Regions from separate parts of the Gossypium arboreum genome. Here regions 1 and 3 are each linked to region 2. The links are chromatin contacts, called in public Hi-C maps. All regions are on one chromosome and are shown on one strand. Each heading gives the region's core, a stretch centred on a gene start, on an enhancer-like site or on the middle of the called end of the contact. The rest is flanking DNA. Distances are from core to core; before and after follow the strand shown. Region 1 holds the start of LOC108467146 (1,4-alpha-glucan-branching enzyme 2-2, chloroplastic/amyloplastic-like). Region 2 holds the start of LOC108458324 (tyrosine-protein phosphatase RLPH2-like). Region 3 holds the start of LOC108480151.

What was found. A called contact is a pair of places that touch in the nucleus more often than the background predicts.
Region 1: a contact with region 2 is called in a Hi-C map of leaf, with 6 times the contacts expected there. The contact joins the promoter of LOC108467146 here to the promoter of LOC108458324 in region 2. A contact is called at or near these places in 2 of 5 Hi-C or Micro-C datasets (both in leaf).
Region 3: a contact with region 2 is called in a Hi-C map of leaf, with 2.6 times the contacts expected there. The contact joins the promoter of LOC108480151 here to the promoter of LOC108458324 in region 2. A contact is called at or near these places in 2 of 5 Hi-C or Micro-C datasets (both in leaf).

Annotation. Positions count from the first base shown.
Region 1 is chr4:87,652,974-87,657,244 of ASM2569848v2, forward strand. It overlaps LOC108467146 (1,4-alpha-glucan-branching enzyme 2-2, chloroplastic/amyloplastic-like), which reads left to right and starts at 1,510. Exons shown (of 22, transcript XM_053027346.1): 1 at 1,510-1,822; 2 at 2,664-2,821; 3 at 3,361-3,617. The coding sequence starts at 1,693.
Region 2 is chr4:87,328,716-87,333,052 of ASM2569848v2, forward strand. LOC108458324 (tyrosine-protein phosphatase RLPH2-like) reads left to right here and starts at 1,799. Exons shown (of 4, transcript XM_017757677.2): 1 at 1,799-2,497; 2 at 2,875-2,942; 3 at 3,168-3,347; 4 at 3,475-3,968. The coding sequence starts at 1,987. The coding sequence ends at 3,636.
Region 3 is chr4:87,042,375-87,046,405 of ASM2569848v2, forward strand. LOC108480151 reads left to right here and starts at 2,461. Exons shown (of 3, transcript XM_017783044.2): 1 at 2,461-3,350; 2 at 3,416-3,584; 3 at 3,972-4,031. The coding sequence starts at 2,589.

The sequences.
Region 1 (4,271 bases), core at 260-2,759, 320 kb after region 2:
AAACAAATAAACAGAGTTTAACTGAAATATTATTTCTCAAATTTGACTAAAAATAGGAGTCATATTTAACAATAATGTTTTGGAACATATGGAAATGTTATGGTGATGTTTGGATATGTTTTGGAGTGTTTTAGAACAAACTTTTAGTTGAAGGCCTTAGTATCAATACTTGGGCTTAGTAGTATCACAACAAGGCAAACACAATCCAAATTGCTACAGTCCAGGGACTTGTATTGGTACATCTATGGACTTGTACCACAACAAGTGCCTTAGACTCAAGCAACTGCATTGTTTTGAGTCGTTTTGACTTTCTGAGTTCTGTTTTGGGTCTCAACGACCTCCTAGCATCTTCAAAATGATTTTAATTGTATTTAAAGACTTTTAATTGTCCTAAAATTGAATTAATGATTTTATAAAAATGTTTTAAAGTTTCAAGTTTAGTAAAATTTTTATTTCTTTCAATTCAAATGATTTCATTTTACGCCGATAAGCTTCAAACACTTGGCTTAGAATTTAAATAAGTCCTAATATGTATCTAATTACCCAAAATGATTTCAAATCATAATTGATACTTTTTTAAATGTTGGGAATTGTTTTATGACTTTTATAAAGTTGTCAAATGGTATTTTATTAAAAGAATTTTTTTACTATGATTTGAAAAGTGCTTTAATAGTACCTCCCATTCATAATATACGCCGAGACGGATAAGAAGTGTTACAACCATACCTTTCTTAGACGAGCAACATTATTATAAAGCCTCCCTTATCATACCAACCAATGAAATTGATGAATCTACTAGGGTCCTTTATATGACCACATCACCTTCCAAGCATGATCCTTAGAGTCCCATTCATCCTAGACAAGTTGCTGATAAGCAACCAAGACAGTGCACTACTCAATGCTAACCATGTCCACTTACAAATATCAACCCCAACTAGAAAAAAAATAGAAGTGCCGTGTATATGTAAGAGAGCCTTCTAACTACTATTACCGGCAAATTTACCCCATTCCTAAATATTATAGTCATTAATCATGTCAGAAACTAAAGAAGTCTCATCCATTAGGGCCATACAAAGATTCTTGATGTAATTAACTTTCCAATAAAATGTTTTAATCCAACTAACAAGTATGTTAAATAATTTTATATGAAAAGCTGCAGTAATTTATGGGCCCAAATTTATACACATCTTTTTTGGCTTTGGGAATTACGACCATCTTGATTTTGTTTAGCTCCCTCATCATGCAACTTTGAAAACTAGTAATAAAGTAATGGAAATGATGACAGTGGTTTCACCAGCCGTTGTTCCTGTCTATTGCTTATTAAGCAGAACCCACTTGACTAAGGCATCGGTTAACGGTTCCAATTTCATGAAAAGATCGAATGAGTTAGATGAACGGCCGATAAATGATAATGAATACTAGGTAGGTCCCACAGTCCAAATCACCCATTCCCATGCAATTCTCCACGGCACATGTAGCATTCCCCATTCATTTAATTTAGTTCCCTCAATTTTGATTTTAGATTTTTCATTCATATTTCACGCTTTTCTCAGTGTAACTCATTGCCGATATTTGCTCTTCATTCTCTCTCTCCCACGGATCTGTATTTTATTTTTAAAGAAAAAAACACTTTTCCTCTCCTTTACTACCTTCCGAATCAGAAAAAGTAAAAAAAGAAACTGTGAAAAAATAATGCTTTTTAGTGTATCTGGTTTACGGTTTCCTCGTGTGTCTCCAGTCTACAGGTACTGTGCGTCAAGCTTCAATGGCGCTTCTACGAGTTGCAGTTTGTCGCTTTTGTTGAAGAAGCATCACTTTTCTCGTATTCAGCCTCCCTTCTCTTCTCTATTTTCTTTATATATTTTGTTTTGTTCAGCTCCAACTTTCGTAACTTCTTCTATTTTTCTATAACTGATCTAATCTTGTTTTCATTTTCCTATTAACAAAAAAAAATTATTATGAAACAGTAATCGGTTAGCTTTAGCAAGTTTTATCACTCAAAACTATAATGCTTGATTTATTTAAGAAAAAAAAGTTGGAAACAATGGCGAAAAGGAGTTCCGAGTTGTAGATGATCCATACGAAGAAACGAAAAGAATTCAAATATTCTGTCCTTTAATGAAATTTATAGTTAAAATATGAATATTTAAATATTCTTTGATGCACGCTATGGCTATCGCGATCGCCAACGGGTGATTTGTTAATATTGGAAGAAACATGGATTGTTGAACAACTGATCAGCATGTTCAAAATGTTACCGCTGAACTTGTTGCAATAAAAAAAATTGCAACGAAGTTTCTGGTTTATGAAATGAAAAACTAATAATTGCATATGGAAGGAACTGTAAAAAAGGACGATAATTTAATTTCGCAGTTAGGGAACCTTAAGCAGAAAATAAAATCATAACTATTAAAAGAGTTATAGGCGTATAATTTGTTGCATCATCAGCCTATTGTCAAAAGTCATGGTTGGATCATTTCCTTTATTTTCTGAGTTTCCCGTTATGGCTGTTGATTCTGATTTCTCTTCTTCTGTAATGAAGACGGATCTGAATTTGTTAGTATAATTTTAGTACTGGAAAAAGAGTTCTCTATGAATGGTGACTGCTTTTATAGACATTGGCTTCACAATATGTGGAGAATTGATTTGATGCTTGCTTGTAGGGAGGATCTTTATAGAAAAGTCTTCTTCTTATTCAGCCTTCTCATCCTTAACCGTTGCTGCATCCAAGAAAGTGCTTGATCCCGGTGGTCAGGGTGATGCTTCTTCACCCATGACAGATCAATTGGAAAGTCCTAGCACTATTTCAGATGATCCTCAGGTTTGCAATTTTCTGAGAATAATGCGTACTGTGTTTTGAATTTACAGAAATATTACTCTTTTCTTTTAGATTGAGTGCAGTTGAATTTTCATGATTTTATACTTGGGAGTAAATTTGGAAAATGAAATTCTGGGATGGTGTTTGTGCCATTCAAGCCTGTTGATTCGTGTGGTTCTATGTCTGAACTCCGGATCTTTTGAAAGTAAAATTATAATAAACAACATATAAGGATATATTTGGGAACGGTATGTTCTTGGTTTTTTTTATCTTTGATGAAGTCATTCAAGCTTGTTGGTTCTCTAAAACAGTTTTTAACCTCTTTTTTTTTTTTTTTTTGAAAACTTGTGACTCTGATTCTGAACAATTACTGTTTTGGAAGAAAAATTATAGTAAACGGACATAAAAGTTGAGCAGCTGAGGACTAAGGTTGAAGAATGGCATTTTCTTAGTTTTACTTTTATCTTTGAAGTTCTACATTTTAGGTAACTAAATCAAATGCAAAGAGTAAAAGTCCTTATCTCTTTATGGTTCTGCTATAGGTAATTCATAATGTAGATAGTGAAGGAATGGAAGATGAAAAAAAGATTGAAGTTGAAGAACAAGAATCTTTTCCGTCTGTGTTTTCAAATAATGATGAAGAAGCTCATGCTGAGGAGCCATCTGTCCCTTTACACAGGAACGCAAGTACTGAGAAAACTGAAGCAAAACCAAGGTCCATTCCCCCTCCTGGTGCAGGGCAGAAAATATATGAAATAGATTCACTATTGTTGGGTTTCCGCGATCATATCGATTACCGGTAATATAAATCTTCTTTTATTTACTTGTATGCGTCTCATCTGATAATTGGAATTCAAGTGTTTACTCTTCTCCGGGCTTTAGAAGGAAGCTGTAGGTTTTAGTTCTTTAGTTTCTTGGAATTTTTTGCCATATTGGTTATAGTTGCCTGTGTACTGTGATTGCCTATCTTCACTACAGCAGACTTGCACGTGGTACTTGGAGGTCCATGCTGGTATTTGGATAGGAACTCAGTGAATAAATCTGTATTTTTGTCTCCTATTAGCTGTTAATATTTATTCTATGCTTTGACTTTTGAGAAGCAATACTTGGAAAAGCACTCAGAATTCATTACACTTTGCGTTTGCTTTATTATTTTAGGGCCTTTTGTGGGTTGTCTATTTCTATTATTTTGTTTTTTAACTAGATTTGATCTGATTGAACAAGCAAGCAAGTCACTCTGCTTTCTTTCTCGTTTGCTAGAATCTGTAACGGAATTATGTTGCTATTCTTGACTGGCTTAAATTGTTAAAGCAATAAGCTACTTATTGATCTTATCATTGTACTTGTGTTCAAACACAAGTGGATATTGCTGCTTACGGTCTTATGATTATATGTCCCCTTGAACTGCAGGGGAAGGAGTTACAGTTCCTTATTGGAAAATATTCTGAAAATG
Region 2 (4,337 bases), core at 549-3,048:
GCTTCGCATATCACGGGTGCACACAATGACACCGTATGACGGTATCTATAGAGTCACACCTTTTTCCCGTCCTAACTTCACCTAAACCCTTTAATAACCCCCTCTCATGTCTCACCATAAACAAACAAACATTACAAGGCTTTCATAACATAATGCTGACAGATACACATAACTTACTTAACCTCTAGAAGACAACCATTCACATGCAATAGAAAACATGCATCATCATGGGACTCACTCTAGAATTAATGCACATTCATGCTAAACACACAGCATACCAGAAAAGGGAGGTAGAAACTCACCTTGCTTCCTTGTCATTAACAACTTAGCTTGTCCAAACATCACAGCATTTTTCGTCTTGACAGTTAAGCATAACAACCCTTTATCGATTTACTTGTATACAAACAACTTTAGAACCCAAAATTTATAATTATACAAAATCTTATAGGATTCTTACTACTCATTTTCTTCAATCCATAAGTTTAAAGGAATAAGGAAACTTACTATTTCCCAATCTTTCTACTTCTAGACTTAAAATTAGCATTATGGTTGCAACATGAAAAACTTCCTTCAACTATATCCTCTTCTTCTTTAGGGCTAATGAAGAAGATAATGCTTAGAGAGAAATATTTTGGAATTAGAACTAAGAGGAATTATGTTCCCATACATACACATATATATACTCCATCGGTATGGTCTCCATAGACCATTGCCGCCACTCAATCCTAATTATTATGTTTCCTACTATGGAATTAGTTGATTTCAATCTAACTAAACTAGATTTGAAATTTAATGATCCCATAACTAGCCACTCAAGTTTTCTAAATATCTCATTAAAGCCCTCAAATTCCCTTTTTCATCAAATTGGCTCCCGGGCTTTTTTTTTATGTTGGATACTTAGGGGGCCAGGTGTGACAACTACCCCACCTTTAAAGAAGATTTCGTTCTCAAAATTTTCTCTCGTGGTGATTAAGAGCAGTCTTCAGGAAACCTATCCATATTAGGGAATCCTTCTTCTCAATTCAAAGACAAATATCCCCACTCATTTGAGTAATCTAGCTTACCTTTAGGTATTTAAGGGTCTTTAAACCGCCCTAGTGCGAATGGTGGATTCGTAATTTCCACGTATGGCAGTTTCTTGCCTACAGGTGTTGGCGGAGTCTTGGGCTTACATATTGTACCAGATCGTTCCCTTGGTAAAAATTAATGAACTGAGCCTATATGAGCGCGTACTAATTCTGGCGGATTTGTGATACACAATTTACTTGGGTGGAGTCTTTCGTTTTTCTGTTTATCGAGGGGTTGATGATACCTTTCCTTATATCTACAAGTGTTAAAAATGAGTTTAGGGATGTGAATAGTTTAATACCTTTTTCCAATCAAATTTTTTTTCGGATGTTTGGTTATCTAAACCAATACTCGTAAAACCCCTTTATCCAAATCAATCTTTTTCTTTTCCACCCCAATTTCCTTGTTGTTTGAGTTTGTTCTTAATTGTTGTATTGTTAGCCCCACTTTGCTAGAAAAAATGTGTTAAAAGAAATGAAGAAGGAAAAAAACTAGAGGAAGAAGCATAAGAGAATATAAAATAAAAAAAAAGAAAAAGTTAAAAACATAAAAGAAAAAATTTAAATTATTAAAATGAAAAAATATATGGATAAATGATAGAATTTAACGTAAAATTTTTATTTAAAATGATAATTTAATATGCCATATATGCTTACAGTTACACTAATTACAAGGGACTAAACTTAATATTTGAAATATAGGGGATTAAAATGGAATATGAATCAAATTACTATTTTGATAGTTTAGCTTAATTGAGGTAACTCCTATGAATATGGAATCGTTTATTTCCATTAAAAAGAAAACAGTTACAGAAACTGATAACTTCCCGGATTCCCGACCAAACCCGGAGAAACAAAGGATCAACTATTCACTGTTCCAATTTTTTGCTTACCCCTTTTGATTTCTATCAAAAAGGGAATGACAGATCCCAACAACAAACCTAGAACTGTAATCTGCGTAGGGGACATCCATGGCTACCTCACCAAACTCCTCAATCTTTGGTCCAACCTCCGATCCCAAATCGACCCTGACTCCTTCAACACCGCCACCGTTATCTTCCTAGGCGATTACTGTGACCGTGGACCCGACACGCGCAAAGTGATGGATTTTTTAATCACCTTGCCCAAGCGATATCCAAATCAGAAGCATGTTTTTTTATCGGGAAACCATGACTTTGCTTTCGGCGGGTTTGTGGGGGCGTTGGCAGGTGAGTTTGAAGCGAAGGAGACATGGCAGGAGTATGCTGATAATGAGGAAAGAGAAGGGTGGTACAAGGGAGAAGGGTATGAAAAGATGCATTTGCAAGGGAGGAGATGGGGTGGTTCGATAAAGGCTAAGTTTAATGCTGCCAAAGGGATTGATTACAAAGGCTCAATTTATGATGCTGCTCCTACCTTTGAATCTTATGGAGTTTCTCATGGATCTTCTGGTAATGCATGCTTTTTCATTTTTTTAATTTAATTTTGGGTGTTTGGATTATTCCTTTTTCTTGTATGGATTTAATTCATTGGTATATAGAGATTAATACTCTTAGGTGTTCATTTTTGAAGTGGTTGTTGCGTTTGGTCCTTAGTCATGCAATTTTAGTTGAGATTTTGGAAGGTATGATCCAAGTATTGGGTCGATTCCTTTTATGTTATGATACTTGGTTGTATGCTTTTGAAGGAAGGAATGATAGTATTAGATTGATGGTTTTCAGTAGTGTATGTTATGTTTGACTGGCAGAATTTTTAGTGGTTTAATCTTCAATATGGATTTAATTGATCTTATTCTAACAAAAACCATGATTTATTTTTGATGTCCAAGAGTTGATGAAGGCTGTTCCAGAAGACCACAAGAAATTTCTAGCAGATATGGCTTGGGTTCATGAAGAGGTATTCCTTCAATTCAACTTCTCATCTATTTGCTCTTCTTGGCATTTAGAATACTGTGTGGTCAGAATGTGCCAAAAATACTTTTAACAGTGAATTGCAAAACAAAGTTACTAGCAAATATGCAGTCTCCTGTAACAATGTTATGCAGGTTAGCTATATTGTTATAGTCTTAACTATACAAAGTGAAAGTGGAGACTTAGTGTTTTCAGCGTGCAATTTCTGCAGGATGATGTCTGTATTGAGACACAGGAAGGAGTTAAGCATTGTAAATTAATTGCTGTACATGCTGGTTTAGAGAGAGGTAAAAATGTCCGAGAGCAGCTGGAATTTTTGAAAGCCAGGGATGCTCGTGTGCCCAAGGTCACAGATCTCAGTGGGAGAAAGGATGTTTGGGACATCCCCAAGGTAACGAATGGTTCACAGCCCATCACACAACTCATATTCATCTTTGGTATCCATGCGCTCACTTAATAAAATGATTCTCATGACATGAAGTCGACTGATGCAAGTGTTGGTGTTGAATATCATGCAGGAGCTAACTGAAACAATTTTGGTGAGTGGTCACCATGGGAAACTTCACATAGAAGGTCTTAGATTGATCATTGACGAAGGCGGAGGATTGGAGGGTAATCCGGTGGCTGCAATCGTGCTTCCTTCAATGAAGATAGTCCGCGACACTGATAATTTTTCTTAGTTTCATGTTTTAGTCATCAATTAGCTCTGGTTTTTGAATTTAAGAAAGCATATAATCCCTTGTTTTGGGGACATAAAGTATGGTCAAGCTAATAGGAGTAAATGTGAATTTGGAGGTACTTATTTGGTAAATTTGCTTGTGATAAGTTTGTTATAACGTCAATTAACAGATTATCTGGGAACCAGTTAACTGGTATTTAATTCTTACCGGGTTCTTCTGCAAGCTGTCAAGTATTTTGGGGGCAAATTTAGCATTGCGGTAGGAAAGAGCTCTAGGTAAAAAGTTTGGGTTGGACAATATTTGCTAAGAAAGTGATTTAATTTTTTTTAAAATGTTTACGTAAACTAATGGCATGATAATGTGGCGGTTATTAAAATTTATATTATAACAAATTTTTTCTGTTTAATTTTATTTTTAAAAGATTTAACCCTTAATATTTACAAATTAATTAATTCAATACATAATGTGTATTTTATAATTAAACTAGATAATCTTTGATTACATGGCTTTACTTATGCTTCAAATGGTTAGAAGCATGATAGCTCTCAATGACAATTACCTCATTTTTGTTAGCTTGAGCTGGCTGCCATTGATGAAGCAATTCAAAACATAAAAAATTGAAGCTATTAGACTTGAAATTGGATTGTAACGAAGTGAGTACATTTTTTTTTAAGGAATTGAATTGGTTATTTTTTAAAATT
Region 3 (4,031 bases), core at 1,211-3,710, 290 kb before region 2:
GATTTGAAGCTTATTATACACAGTTATATATGGGTGTATGAATCCCACCATATGCGATTTTTAATTTGTTTAGTTAACATTTATCTTAATTGTTCCAATTTTTAATCCGTTTGAGTTGTAATAGTTTATTTTACATTGTAGTTATTCGGACATTTATTTGTATTTGTTCTATAGTTGTAACCTTTTAAAAAATTAGCAATATTATTTTTTAAAAAGTTGTTGTTAGTAAAGTAAAGACAACATATTCTAGTACCATTTTCTTTTGACAATTGAAATTTCTTTTATATTATGATAATATTTTTAATAATTAATATCATATATAAATTTAATAATAAATAATGCCTAATTAAAATTTAATTTAAATTACACATATTAGAAGAAATAAATTAAGTACTTAAAATTTTTATATTTTATACTATAAAACAATTACAAATCGTAATATGTATTTATTATTAAAATATTAATATAAAATTTTCAATAATATATTAAAAATATATTAATAAAATTTTAATATAAATAATTTATTAAAATAATAAAATATATTGATTATATTGTTATATATAAAAAGTTTAGATAAGTATATTTAATAATATTGAACATTCTAATATTTTATATTAATTTTTAAATATTTTTAAGAATTAAAATTAAGAAAATATTATCACTATAATTATTCAAGTTAATTTTTATATAAATATAACATTGCTCATAAAGGGCTATTTTTGGAAAATAATTTAAACTTTATAAAAAGAAATAATTTATTTTCTATTAACTTGTAAGTCGTCGAACTAATCTATTTTTTATTAAACAAACATAAAAGAAGACATATTTTCAATTAAACACATGTATCTTAAATATCATAGAGTTGTCATTATTAATATTTTTGTTGTCTAAAAATGGTAATTTGTTGGAGTAATGTAAAACCATTTTTTAGGGGTGAATAACGTAAAAGCACAATAAATGAAATTGGGTTGATTAGTTAACACATAAGACTAGCAAATTCAAGAAATTAATTTTCACCAAAGGAAGAAGGTAGATGGGGGTCGTTAATAAACGTTGGGAAAAAGAAGAGAAAAACCCTCTACTCTACTATAAATGTATGTGAAGTTAAAATAATATGAAAATAAGTTTAAAATCTGTTTGGTCCGAAGGAATCAATATAAGAAATGTGTTTTTAGTAAAATAATTTGAAAAGATGAAATGGAAAATTATCTTTTAATCCAAGGTTTGAGAAAATAATCGAAAAATTTGTATTCCCGAATCATCTATATTAAAATTACAATCTTATTGAATGCATCATAATTCATAAGCAAATTAACTTCAAATTCAACCTTTTTTAGGAGAAAATAAAATTTTAACTTTTATAGTCTATATATTTATAATTTTAAAAGATTAAATAGAATTTTATAATTTTAGGAGAGCCAAAGTATAATTTTACTTTTACTAATTTAAAATTTTTAAATTTTTAAATAGCCTAAATAATAATTTTTCATTTTACGGGGCGGGGCCCTTGCCATTTCTAGCTATGGCTTTGCGGACACGAGGGATGACTTGTTATTTTTTCTTTAAATAATTTAATTAATCAAAGTATATTGAAAGTTGTGGTTACTTATCTCATTCTTTAGCCATGAAAATAGGGGTTTGATACTTGCATATGGGAATCATCACATTTCATGGCCAGTTGTTTATCTCGTTGGAGAGCATTCGTGGTGAGAAAATTAGTTATTACTACCAACAGTGGATACCTTAATTTTGTGTCAAATAAATTATAGAGTAAAAATTTAAAGGTTAAAATATGCTTTAAATCTTTATGCACTTTGTATACTTATATTTTGGTTTCCCACTTTTATTTTCAGAATTTAGTTTCTATTTTTCTAATTTAAAACTAAAGTCATGTAAACAATAAAAAAATGTAGAAAACACTATTACAATTTTTTCTTAGGATCTCCTGTCTAAACTTATCATGATAAATTTTTTTTGTAGTATTTTTAAGAAAATTGACACCAACATTTTAATTGAATAATTAACAATATTGATTATTTAGATTAACTAATGATATTTAAAGTAAAGGAACACAATAATATTAAAAATTAAAATATATTGACTAAATGTCAAGTTTTAACATAATATAAGAATCAAAATTAAATTTTGACCATTATTTTATAATGTAAGAATAAAAAAAATACAAGATAAACTCAGAAAAATAGAAAGCTACGTGCCCATTATAATAAGAATATTAACGATTTACCTATTTATACTAATAAATAATATAAAGAGTAAATTAAATTAGAAATTAAGGACCTCCATTTTTATAGTTTATGTATCTCTCCTGGTAGCAAATCATTAGTGGTAAACATTTTGACTCTTTTAAAAATTATGTATTTAGAATTTTATAAATTTATGTCAAGAAAATTTAACTCTGCCTCTACCCGCCCAATGAGAAGCAGCATTCATTTAATTCCCCTATATATAAATGTCCAACTTGCTCACCGAAACTAAGCAAAGGCAGAGGGAGCAGTAAAAATATCCCCTCAGCACCGCTACTATTATTATACCATTACTCTACCACAGCTGCTATCATTACTACATACATGTCCACCCAAAGTCGAGCAGTTGGCGGCACCGAGCACAACTGGTGCCGAGCGGTGGTCGGGGGAACCGGGATAGCCGTTTTGGCTATCATTTCTTCCAAAACCCCCGATGTTTCACATCTTAAAAATGCCCTCCACAAGCTCCAAATTTCCCATCCCATTCTTAGGTCTCGCCTCCATTACAGTCCTACTGCCAACAGTTACTCCTTCGTTACCTCCCCCTCCCCTTTCATTGAAATCAAGTACTTTAACCATTCTACAACATGTCAAATCCTTGAAAACAACCAAAACATCTCACCCCTTCATTTGATTCTCGAACACGAACTTAACCAAAACGCTTGGGTTAGTTCTTCATGTACGATCAAACACGACGTGTTTTTCGCCAGTGTTTACGCCTTGCCTGGTGCAACAAGGTGGGTGTTGGTGCTCCGCCTACATGCGGCTGCTTGTGACCGGACCACGGCGGTGTCGTTGCTGAGAGAGTTGTTGACGTTAATGGCTATTGAGGAGGAGGAAACAGGGTTTCAGCAAGGTCAAAAAGAAATTACGATGAACAAAGGAGAGATCAGTTTGGCCATGGAAGATCTTCTTCCTAAAGGGATTGTTAAGAAAACACTTTGGGCACGAGGAGTGGACATGCTAAGCTACTCTGTTAATTCTTTAAGGTTCACGAACTTGAGGTTCAAAGATGCCAAATCTCCTAGATCTACTCAGGTAGTGAGGTTGCTTATCAACCCTGATGACACTCAGAAGATCTTGACTGTAAGTATCCATTTCAAGCTTCTAAACATGCCTTAAAATTAGTGCTTAAAAAATCAACATTTCAGGGTTGCAAGGCAAGAGGGATTAAGTTATGTGGAGCATTAGGAGCTGCCGGGCTGATTGCTGCACACAGTTCTAAAAGCCGTTCAGATCATCAAAAGAAGAAATATGGCGTTGTAACACTCACAGATTGCCGCTCAATTCTTGAACCTCCGCTCTCCAATCACCATTTCGGTAATTAAGTTCCTTATAAACCTCTTGTTTTCAACTTGTCTAAATCAAAGTTCTCATGTTATCGGTCGTATTATCATTGACTATTGATAATATCTTTTTTAAATCTCTTTTATTAATGAATTTCGTCCTGGATCTATTTTTATGATGGCTAATTCATACTTGACCCCACCAAGTACAATCTTTCTTTTCCTTATTTCTCTGATATAAAACCAGTAAGACGATGCTGCCTGACCCTGCCATTTTCAATGGTGTAAGTAACTTTCCTTATTTGAAGGAGAAAAAGACCCAAGACCCAACCAAAGTTCCATGTCTTAAATTCCATGCCAAACAAGGAAAGCGTCTCACTTGATACCATTTCTTTAAAATCTTCTTTTTTTTTTTCTCTAGGTTTTTACCACTCAGCTATTCTGAACACGCACGCCATTAAAGGAGGAGAGAAGCTTTGGG